3 separate regions of the Zea mays genome follow, and regions 1 and 3 are each linked to region 2. Evidence: chromatin contacts called from public Hi-C data. All regions are on one chromosome and are shown on one strand. The core of a region is the stretch at or near the end of the contact, and the rest is flanking DNA. Distances in the headings are between cores, read along the strand shown. Region 1 holds the start of LOC100285415 (RING-H2 finger protein ATL5F). Region 2 holds the start of LOC109944588 (zinc-finger homeodomain protein 1). Region 3 holds the start of LOC103647502 (cyclin-D4-1).

What was found. A called contact is a pair of places that touch in the nucleus more often than the background predicts.
Region 1: a contact with region 2 is called in a Hi-C map of leaf, with 5 times the contacts expected there. The contact joins the promoter of LOC100285415 here to the promoter of LOC109944588 in region 2. A contact is called at or near these places in 3 of 25 Hi-C or Micro-C datasets (ear, leaf and tassel).
Region 3: a Hi-C map of leaf shows a contact between it and region 2, with 3 times the contacts expected there. The contact joins the promoter of LOC103647502 here to the promoter of LOC109944588 in region 2. A contact is called at or near these places in 9 of 25 Hi-C or Micro-C datasets (bundle sheath, ear, endosperm and 1 more).

The regions. Positions count from the first base shown.
Region 1 is chr2:192,979,522-192,983,555 of Zm-B73-REFERENCE-NAM-5.0, forward strand. LOC100285415 (RING-H2 finger protein ATL5F) reads right to left here and starts at 2,600. Exons shown (of 1, transcript NM_001158308.2): 1 at 1,122-2,600. The coding sequence starts at 2,436. The coding sequence ends at 1,363.
Region 2 is chr2:192,787,057-192,790,787 of Zm-B73-REFERENCE-NAM-5.0, forward strand. LOC109944588 (zinc-finger homeodomain protein 1) reads right to left here and starts at 2,259. Exons shown (of 2, transcript XM_023301678.2): 1 at 1,979-2,259; 2 at 564-1,881. The coding sequence starts at 1,782. The coding sequence ends at 922.
Region 3 is chr2:192,622,761-192,626,504 of Zm-B73-REFERENCE-NAM-5.0, forward strand. LOC103647502 (cyclin-D4-1) reads left to right here and starts at 2,193. Exons shown (of 6, transcript XM_008672035.2): 1 at 2,193-2,656; 2 at 2,766-2,852; 3 at 3,000-3,098; 4 at 3,204-3,405; 5 at 3,511-3,626. The coding sequence starts at 2,363.

The DNA of each region.
Region 1 (4,034 bases), core at 1,350-3,849, 190 kb after region 2:
ACCACACACAAAAAGGATTTAGCTTACCAAACTCAGTTACTTTAAGAACGAATTTATGAGTAGTTTTTCTCACTATGCAGTTCCTAAGTCTCCTAAAGATGCATTTTTGTGAAACATGTTTCTTGTCATTAATCTGCTTGAGATAAAAGGCTTTGTTGTTGTTGTTGTTGTTGTTGATGATGATGAGCTGATGACGATGTTCCTTGCCATTAACCTCCTAACTTCATAAGAGCTATGATAGCTTACAGTTAGCATTGAAATGACACAAGAAAAGAGTAGAACATGGAGATCAAATCTGCAATCGCAGTAGTAAAAATCATTGTGATACAGAGCAAATGGAAATGAACTATTGTGTTATTTCTTATTTTAATTTGTTATTAAAAAAATTCAACTAAAACCTGTAAACTGGATAAGGCTTATAACAAGTATCTCGAACTATTATTAATTCATCATTCATGAAATATCTTTATGTAGTACTATCTTAGAAGCAATCAAATCAACACTGTAATCAAATATCTCACATAAATAAAAGCAACTTGGCCACAGCCACCCACAATGGCCAAGAACAACCTTACAGATCTAAAACATGAATAATGCCCAAATCCATGAGTCATGAATACTATCGCTTATATGTTTAAAATGTACAAAAACTTGTTAAAAATTACTGAGGAAACAGCCATCAGAACATCAGGTATTCAGGTACCTCAATTTGGTGAATCTTCCCACCTTGATATACAGGAGAACACCGTAGTATTGTATATGCAGTTCATTTCCTACCCCAGCCAATAGGAAAAGCTCACATTAAAATCTGCAATAAGTTAGCACACAAGATATTCTGTTAGTAGTTGTGCTAACTGGATCTTAACATCCACATGATGTGATAACCACATGATAAATCACTGATATAGGATTGCATTCAATACATGTTCAGTGTTATCCATACAAAGACATCTAATAATACCATACACCATCAACAGGAAGTACTGGTCTCCCCAGCAACATATTCTTAATTTATAGTATGTTTGCTCTTTAAGGCACAGAGTTGATACAAGTGTAAGTCCATTCCTTCTTGCATGATTACTAGTACATAACAAGTATATATGGAGAAGCCAGACATCAGCTTCACCCGAATTGACTCAGGCCAAGCTAGTTATCATACTTGGAACTTCGAAGCTTACACAACCGTATCACTCCAGCAATCCTTAGCGACAACAATTGCTCTCATGAATAACTCACACCTAAATGAAGATTTTCTCGGAGAGCAACTTCAGCTCTCTGCGTTTTCTATCAACAAACTCTGACACACTACCAGCTCCCGGCTTTGCTGAGGCTGCAACCAATTGACAGTAAAAACATACCAACTCACAGTGGCAGCACAGCACCACTGGAGCGGCCATTCCGTGAGAAGAAAAACCCTTGGCCACTGCTTGACATGGACCTGCCAATCTTGAACCGGCCTGACTGACACGAGGACGAAGAAATGCCTGCGGCCTCCTTCTCCTTCGCCCTGAAGACCTTCATCTCTCGGGGATTTGGCAACTTGCAATTATACCGCACCACATCATCATTTGCTTCAGGAAGAGCTACGGCAAACAACGGAGAATCCATGGAAGCCGAGCGCCTAATTGGCTTGGGCGTGTCCCTTCCATTCTCCTCCGCTGTAGACGTGCCTTCACTTTGAGTGGCTGAGGCTGACGACGCCTCAGAGTCCTCCGAGCCCTCAGTCTCCGATTCAGATTGAGACAGCGACATTTCCTCGTGAACGTAGTGTTCTCCCAATTGGGCACCGCCTGCCTCAGCCTCCGCGGCATCGACGGGTAGATCGGAGGGAATGACGACGACGGGGGAACGGCAGATCGGGCAGTTGACGTGGGCGCGGAGCCAGGTGTCGATGCAGGGCGCGTGGAACGGGTGAGCGCAGCGCGGGAGGAGGCGCACCAGCTCCCCGTCGCTGAACTCGCCGAGGCACACCGCGCAGTCCCCGCTCCGGCCCACCCCGCGGCGGTACTCCACAGCGGCTATGGACGCGATGGTGGCCTCGTCGAGCCCCACCGTCCGGATGTACCACACGTGGTGCACCACCCCTCCACCGCCCCCGCCCTCCTCCTCGTCGTCGGGCCCTTCGGCGGTGGCCGCGGCGAGGCTTCGGCGTCGTCGCAGGATGAGGCGGCGGCGGCGGCGGTAGAGGAGGAGCGTGGAGAGCCCGAGCGAGAGGGAGAGGAAGATAGAGAGCAGGGAGATAACGAGGATGAGGCGGACGGGCGCGTGGCGGTCGGCGACCGGCGCGCGCGGGATCACCGGGATCGGGGGTGGTGGGGGCAGGACGTATTCGAAGCAGGCGTCCCCGCCGCCGGGGCAGAGGGGGAGGCAGTCGAGCGGTGCTTCCGTGCAGTTAAGGGTGACCGTCGCCGCCGCGTGCGGGCGCACCGTGTACATGGCTACCTCGGCTGGGGCTGGGGCTGGTGCAGCGGCGGCGGCGGAGTCGGCTCGAAGGCGCGCATCGGAGAGGACGAGAGGTGCGCGTGCGCGAGGGGGCGGTGGTGGACTGGTGGTGGACTGGTGGGCTAGTCTGGTTGGGAATGGAGGGGGATACGTGGAGTGGATTGGTCGCTGTTGGTGGGTTTGGTAAAAGGTTTGGCGAGCTTTGGTGTGGACTGTGGAGCTGGATCGCATTCGCATGGACAGCCGAGGGCGACTGCGACTGCGAGTCCCCAACACCTGCGACTTTACCAACACTCTCTCTGACACTGTGGCCTCAATAAGTCCTGCTACTATTCTGAGCGCACATGTCGGTGAAGAAACGCTGTTCCGTGATGGCGTTTCCTCTTGCGCTGAGCGTCAAGCCTGACCTGGCCAGTATTGGCTTACGGAAAGTCAAACACTAGTTGGCCAGGATAAACAAAAATATGAGCATGCGGTTGCGAAGAAATCGACGCTAACTCTATGTAACGGTGACTATCAAGTTGTTAAATCTAGAGAACGAACGAGGTTAGATAGCAAATTGCTAAATTTAGCAAGTCTATTTGAAGAACTATTGGAGAAATATTTTTCTGTTCACTTCTTAAATTTAAGTTTTAGATAGTTGTTTAGAGAACTATTAGAGTTGTTTTAAAAATAACATTTTTTCTCTTAAGACAGGGATGGGGCAAAAATTTCCCCGCGAGGATGGCAGGGCGGGGATCCGAAATTTAACGGGTTGGGAACGAGGATAAAAATTACCCTCACGGGGATTCGATGGGAACCTAAATTAGGACTTAAACCCTCCCTTTATGTGTTCTATAAAGCTTGAATCCAATAAATTGTCTCATTATAACTGCATATAAAGATATAAAATCATCAATCACTAACCATAACTTCATTTTTTATCCGGTTATTGCTCGGATAGTCCTTATTTATATGTGCATATCATAATATTTGTCAGAGAGGAAATCTCCGGCCGGGTGGCGGAGTGCACCCGCCCTAAATCCTAAGATGAGGAGGGACATAAGCGTTTTGCCTGTTATGCGAGATGGATGGACGAATACAAGAACACGCGAGGGTTTAGAGTGGTTCGGGCCGCCGGAGCGTAACACCCTACTCCACTGTGTGTTGGGTTGCTATGGAAGCTTGAGAGTCTGAATGAACTTGTGTTGTAACGTCGCATGCCTCCCCTTTTATAGTTGAAGGGGGGCATGCACAAAAGACTTCGTACCCCGACATGTGGGTCCAGAGACATAAGGATGGAATACCCGGAGCAACTAATGTCGGTCACCTTGTGTTATCTCCCTATGCCCCGACATCCGCCGCTTGAGTAGAATCGGCGTGCTGCAGAAGGTTCCTCGGTATTGTTTAAGTCATGATGACTACTGCGTGCGTGCAGCGGTGTGGGCGTACTGTCCGCTGCTTGATTGAACAGGCGCGCCGCCTAGTCTGGTCGCCGCCTGCCAGCAGAGTGGACGGGGCACATTAAATGCCGAGTCGGCACATCACCCATCTGCAGGTCGGTCAGGCGGCGTGTGATCTCCGCAATAAATGCAGAGATCGCACGGCCGTGT
Region 2 (3,731 bases), core at 1,009-3,508:
TGCATGGATCAAGTAAAAAAAATTGAGGGGAGAATTTACCAAGGGGCAGTATAGTTTACTCTCCACTACAGACCAGCAATCCAGCATGGTAAAAATAACTTACACCCACCTCCATAGTGTGATCAGGAAATGTAAATCAAGTCGCGAGAAGATCACGCACGCACACACCCCTCCATGGCTTGAGCAAGAAGAAGCACTGGAGGACTCGTGCGTGGCAACGACTTTGTAGAGAATATACTGTACAATGCAAAGAGGAGTATAGATAATGGACGAACAGTGTGACCTATATACTCCTATCTTCTTTAGGCGCAGCATGCAGCATCTAACTAGGAAGCAAAACATGAGCAAGAGAGGAAAAAAAAAGATCATCATCGGAGCTGATCCCGGCGCGCAGGTCCAACCACAAAAAATATAAGAAGGCAGGGCACGAGCACGAGACATATAAACACACAGAATGACAGAATCCATGCGGCCGCAATCCCCAGATACACACTCTGTTCGCCGGCAGCGCATCCCATCGTCGCAAGGCCACGTACATTTCCCGTTGAAGAATAGTAGTAAGAAACCAAGCAAACCGGCAAATGGCCATGCCGAATTAATTAATTAATAAACAACACCAACAAGTACGGGTAAATGAGAACTGAAAGAACCGCCGGCAAGAAGATCGATGGAGCATATGCAGCTCGCTACGAGTTACTGCAACTAACCTACGCCGCCACGAAGGCGCCGGAGCCGAAACAAGAATGCTGACAAAGAAGATGCACATGTGTACCTACCGGCCGGAGGGGCTGGCCCCGGCCACCCCCGATCGATCTGCGATCAACAAAATGCAAGCGTGTACGTGGCTCTTCCGTGTACGGATGGGATGGGAGTACACACGCGTCCGGGGGTCAGGTCAGGTCAGGTGATGGTGCTAGCGCGCTACGGCTTCTTGCCGAGGGTGTGCTTGTTGTTGTGCATCCACACCTTGAGCACGTGGCGCTTGACGCAGACCTCGTCGCAGAACTGCTGCACGGCGGCCTCGTCGTGCTTCTGGACGCGCCACCCCACGCGCTCCGCGAACGCCAGCATCCTGTCCTTCTGCTCCTGGCTGAACTTGGTGCGGAACCGCTTCTTGCCGGACCCGCCCGAGCCGGAAGGCCCGGTGGTGCCGCCGAGGGACATGCCGCCCAGCGGCCCCACCGCCGACGACAGCGGCCCGGCCATCCCGGAAAAGTCGTCGTCGCCGTCGCCGTCGTCGCGCCAGCCGTGGGACGTGGACGGCAGCGCCAGCGGCCGCGGCGTGTGCCCCACGGGCACGGGCGGGGCCATCTGCAGCGGCTGCTGGTGGAAGTACCCGGCCGGGGTGCGGCAGTACGGGGAGAAGTGGTGGTGGTGCGGCGCGGCGCTGCCGTAGGCGGCCAGCGCGGCGGGGGAGACGAGCGAGCCCGCGGCGGGCTCCTTGCGGTGGAAGTTGCGGTGGCAGCCGCACGCGGCGCAGCGGAGCGCGCCGAGCGTGCCCTCCTCGCCGGCGGGCATAAACTCGCCGCACCCGTCCACGGCGTGGCCCCCGATGCCCACCGCGTGGTTCTTGAGGCACTCTCGGTACCTCCCGCCGCCGCCGCCGCCGCCGCCGAGGCCGCCCGCCGGGGCCTTGGCGCGAACGCTGAGCGGCTCCACGCCGCCGCCACCGAACCCAGCTGCCAGAGGCGGGGCGTCGTAGCTGGAGCTCACCGGCATCGGCATCGGCATCGGCATCGGCGCCATCTCCTCGTCACTGTCGTCGTGGTCGTCGAAGTCCATGGCCGTCGATCGGCAGCGAGCGACCGGGCGGCCGCCGGCGGTGGCAGGTGTTTCTTGTGCGTGCCTGACCTGTGTGTGGTGTGTTGATGTGTTCTCGAGCTGTGGCAGGCGAAGAAGGTTAAGAGCGGCTTAGGAAGGTTAAGAGAGGGGGATGAAGAGATAAGAGACATGGACTATGGGGAGAGAGTGTGGACACCGTCTGGGCTGCCTGCCAGTTTTGACGCGCCGCTTTGCTGCAGGAATGAAGGCTGGATGCAAGCCGCTGCCGTTGGCCGTAGCTGCCTTGGCGTTGGCCTTGCTTACTAACCCTGGTTTCACTCTACTAGTAGCTAACAACAGTATCTGCGCTCGCTTTCTCACCGCTTCCCTCATCGAATTCACCATGGTCACCCAGCGGCAGCTCAGGGCCGAGCCGACGCCGCCGGTCGCGCTCGTGCCTTTGGTGCATGCTTGTCTCTCTCCCTCCCGGCTGCTGTTTTCCAAGTGGTCGTCTGGCTCCACTCCAAGGCCTCCACCGCCTTTAAAATTGCGGTTTAGAATATGCGATCGCGACACCGGCCCGGTCTTTGTTTTCTCTCGCCTTTATGGTCGAATCTATGTGTGGCAACTTCTCTGTCTTAACAAAGACACTTGAGGCCCAAATCCATACGGTGTGTCTTGATCAAGTACAAATTTGACCTGCAAAACAACGCTGTCGCCTAATCGTGTATATTTGGCCCGTCCAGCCATATATAGTCTAGCTTATACACACACAGCCGTCATTTGGAATAATGGAGTCCAAATGACGGAATTAATGTCGGATGGTGAAGGCATCGGAAATGGCAACAGATGGGCTACCTCTCTAGCATATATAGTCTAGCTTACACACGCACGTGACTGACCCACCCTACTACGTGCAGTGCGTGTATGTTCGGCCATCTGGTCCTCCCTGGGTGACGCGGACCCGCTCGGATCAATAACCGGCCCTAGCTAATCTTCCGGCCGTCGTGGCGTCGTCGTCGTCTAACAATCCAGCGTCCGTTATTTGTTCCATGCGGGAGCACGTCACCCCGCCTCGGGGTAGTAGCTAGCTTAGCTAGCATTCTACGTAATAATCCCGCGGGCTTGTGCCAGGTGGTTCGCGGCCTCAACACACGTGTTAAGGCCTGCACGCTCGGGCGGCTCGGCCCTGCATGTCTCGCCACTTATGAAGCCGCGAACGTCACTGCGCGCCACTTATGAAGAAGTACGTAGTACACGTTAATTCTGGCGATATAACGGGTGCGCGGCGGAGAAAAAAAGAAGTAGCAGGGAGGAAATTTGAAAGCCGACGACGGCGGCGGAGTGGGATTACGGCCGGCCTTGTCTTGGCCTAGCTAGAGAGCCTTATCTTGTGTGATAAGAAGCGGGTCAGAGCTTAAGCGCCACAGGCTGCTAATCCTTTCCCGGATCGATCCGCCGCCGGTCTCCGTCGACCTACCGAGAGCGGTGCTGGTGGTGCATGCGTGGTCCAGGAGCGGCGTGGAGCCGCCGGCCGGTTGCTTTCCGTGCCAGTTTGGGAGGGTACGTACAGCGGTCCGCCGCGCTCGGGTCCGTGCGTACGTGATCGGTCCGGCCGGCACCACCGCCGGAGATCCAGTCCGACGCGTCGATCTTTTCCGTACGTGGTGGGCCTGTGCCTCTGTGTATGTAGCGGTGGTCTGCCGCCGGCGTGTTAGCATATGCATGGCCGTCACGTACGTACGCGTTGGTTTCCGGTAGGCCGGCCCCCGCGGCCCCTTTGGTCTGCCACGGTCAACCAATACATACCCATCTACATGCCCCCAAACAAACGTACGGCGGTACTAGTACTGCTACAGCACTTGTGTACGCAAACGAAATCTAGAATTCTAGATCGAACGGTCAGGACCACAGGAAACTAGCTATAGTACACATTCCCTCCGTGTCTCTCTCCCACGGCCGGCCGACGG
Region 3 (3,744 bases), core at 943-3,442, 160 kb before region 2:
AACGGGGAGTAGGTTTGCAAGAATCGAACCTCGGTAAAACAAATCACCATGTCACACTCTTCATTTGCTTGTGATTTGTCTTCACCCTCTCTTTCGGACTCGATTATATTTGTAACGCTAACCCCGGCTTGTAGTTGTGCTTAAAGTTTATAAATTTCAGATTCTGCCTATTCACCCCCCTCTAGGCGACTTTCACCTGCTCGTCCCGATTTCTTGAGTCCTCCACCTTTGTTTCCACACCCCCTCTCCTCCTTATCCATATCGATCATCTATGGATGATCCTCCTGCCAATGAAAATCCTACTATTGGTGCTTCTCCTTCATTTGTTCCCATGTTTGGTGCTCCTCCTCCATATGGAGGTCATCCTCCATTTCGTTCTCCTACAGACACGATAGTGCCCCAAAACAACCATAATGCTACAACTTCAAACCATTCTGCTTAAATATGTGGTACTCAATTCCATCAGTGAAGCAACTAGATAAAAATGGAGGACAAACGACTGGTAACTATATATATCTGTAAATTCTACGTATTTTTAGTCCGATAACAGTTTTGAAGCTCATAAATTTATAGGTCCACGCATGGCTAATGTACTCCATAGTCTCTGTTGAGGCAATGACAAAAAGTGATCGACCTTCTCGGGCTAAATAGCCAGCACATACAACTCTAGCACCAAAGTTCCTCGTCACTGTACCCCCATGCAACTAAATGATCAATGATCGACGATCATTTACAACCGCTTGTATGTGGCTTGATCGAGTAGAAAAGACCATGCTATGCTCCTCAAAGTTGTCAAGGAGAGCTTCAGCAAGAAACCTGACAAAAATCGACTTCAAGTTGGAACATATGTGTGCTCTCTTCACCATTAGCCCAGGTGGTGCACGCGGTATAATGATGATGACTCAAAACAAATGATTATGTCTCAACTTAGACAACAATTATCACTCACATCACCACTTAGTGTCAGCCCCACCGTCTCTTATTGGCTGCAGTCGAGAAGACCTCAACACAAAGGGAATAGGCCAGCAACGCGTAACAATGATCCTCTGTCATGGAAAAGAGTATGTTGAACAAGCTCTACAATGCTAACTAGAGAATGTCCCGATCAAAATTGTCTGAGCAAAAGTTGTTGGGTCGCTCTGCCACTGATATGAACGATGACATGAAAAGGGCCCACAAGTTGATCTTAAAAAGTGACCAAGCAATTAAAATAGACGAGGAAGAAGATGCGAAAGAAGTGGAAGAGAAAAACAATGAGAAGAGTAGTGTATCTATTTTTTTTATAAATGATGTAATTTATATTTCTTAAGTTTGTATTTTCATGAATTATGTTTTTTCTTAATTATGTACTCTGATGATTTTTTTACTTTAATAAAACATCATGAATTTTAAATAGAAGTACATAAAAAAAAACTAATGTAGCGTTGAGGTGATTCTAAGCTGATGGCAAAGACTATACACTATAGCGCTATGGTAGATAAGGACCGACAATGGTCGATAATGTGATTGATAGTTGATGTGGCAGTTGGTAAGGCCGGTTCAGTGGTATTGCCCACTCAATTTGTTATCGTTAGGTCTATGTCATTGTCACGTCAATGGTCGTTTACACTACGGTTATAACTTATCGCTAACCAACAATCACATCAGCCGTCACCGTCAGCAGAAATAACCATTTTGTATCCTCTATTTCAAATACATAAAATAATATTGAATTTAAAACACTCATCCACAGTTTAGCCACGCAGTATAAATTTGTTCCTTTTTTGGCCGGAAATCGTCCACAGGTGTGAATTCAGTACTGGTAGCAGTAGTACTGAGTGAATATGACTATATATATATGTGTACATTATTCCTTTTCAAACTTCAACGTTGGTAATAAGGTAACCACTTATTATTACCTGAGTGGCTGGGTCAAAAAGCCGAAATGGCACAAAGAACGCTGAAAGTCCATGCCGTAAAAGCTCTAAAAAGTAGAGCGTCTCAAAGTACAGACTAGAAAAGAAAAGAAAAATAACAGAAGGAAAGCGAGCATCCATTTCTCTAATCACAGCCTCATCCTTCCTTCCCGCTGCCCTTGTCCAAGCTTTCGCGTACTAATCGCGTCCTCGTCAATGCTTGCCGAAAATGCCCCCGCCTACTCTGCACGCCGGTTCATACAAAAGGGGCCTCACGTCACGGCACACAGCACGCAGCACATCGCTCACTCCGTCACTCGCTCCTCCTCCACTCCTCGCCTTCCTCGGTCGCATCAAGAACACGAGCAGGAAGGAGAAGAGGAGGAGTCCTATCAGAGCCAGACAGCCAATCAGTATCTGTACCATTACCGTTCGGGCACCAGATTACCAAAATCCTGCAGAGGGGAATGGCGCCGAGCAGCTACGAGATGGCGGCTTCCACCCTGCTGTGCGGCGAGGACAGCAGCAGCATCCTGGACCTCGAAGCGGGGGGCCAGGAGGAGGAGGAGGAGGTGCTGCTGGCGCGGAGCAGGACGCGCGGGGAGCCCAGCGTGGTCTTCCCCGTGCCGTCCGAGGAATGCGTCGCCGGTTTCGTGGAGGCGGAGGCGGCGCACATGCCGCGGGAGGACTACGCCGAGAGGCTGCGCGGCGGGGGCACGGATCTCCGCGTCCGGACGGACGCCATCGACTGGATTTGGAAGGTGAGGTGCTGCTCTCCTCGGTCAATGCAGTCTTCGCTGATCTCTCGAGTCCTTGTGCCCGTCCATCCGGATTCCGGGCTATGAATCTGACAGTTTCGCCTCTCGACAGGTTCACGCGTACTACGGTTTCGGCCCTCTCACCGCCTGCTTGGCCGTCAACTACCTGGACCGCTTCCTCTCGCTCTACCAGCTTCCGGTAAGAATCGTCAAAGCCTACGAAGTGATGGTGGAGTGGCACTGTTTACTTCTTGGTGCTTGGAACAAAAATGGCGTTCAGAAATCAGAGCGTATGTTCCAGTGTTCTTAGTGCCGGTAATGACGCCTGTCTCGATCACCGTTTCAGGAAGGCAAGTCTTGGACGACGCAGCTGCTGTCCGTGGCGTGCTTGTCCCTGGCTGCCAAGATGGAGGAGACCTACGTTCCTCCGTCTCTGGACCTGCAGGTGAGAGAGCAATGCGTAGGGGACGCACACACCACACGTTCCAGTGGGCCGCCCCTGAGACCTTGTTCCTGATCGCTGCTGTTGTTGGGTCCTGTCGGCCAGCAGGTCGGGGACGCGCGGTACGTGTTCGAGGCGAAGACGGTGCAGAGGATGGAGCTGCTGGTCCTCAGCACGCTCAGATGGAGGATGCGAGCGGTCACCCCCTTCTCGTACATCGACTACTTCCTCCACCGGCTCAAAGACGGCGGTGCGCCGAGCAGACGCGCCGTCCTCCGATCCGCGGAGCTCATCCTGCGCGTCGCGAGAGGTGAAAATCCTCACCCGGTGCAGCTCTCTCTCTCTCTCATAGACAACCATTGGCGCATTTCGATCGATTGACCCGACGTCGCTGTTACGGACGGACGCATGGCAGGAACGTGCTGCCTGGGTTTCAGGCCCTCGGAGGTCGCCGCGGCTGTCGCCGCCGCCGTGGCCGGCGAGGAGCACGCCGTGGATATCGACAAGGCTTGCACCCACCGCGTGCACGAGGTACGGCGTGTGCCTGTCCCCGGCCACTTCTCGCGAGTCTTGTCGTCAGATTCAATGCGATGCGATGCAATACGTTAAGCGTGTACCGCATGGATCCAAATCCAAGTCGTAGGTTTGC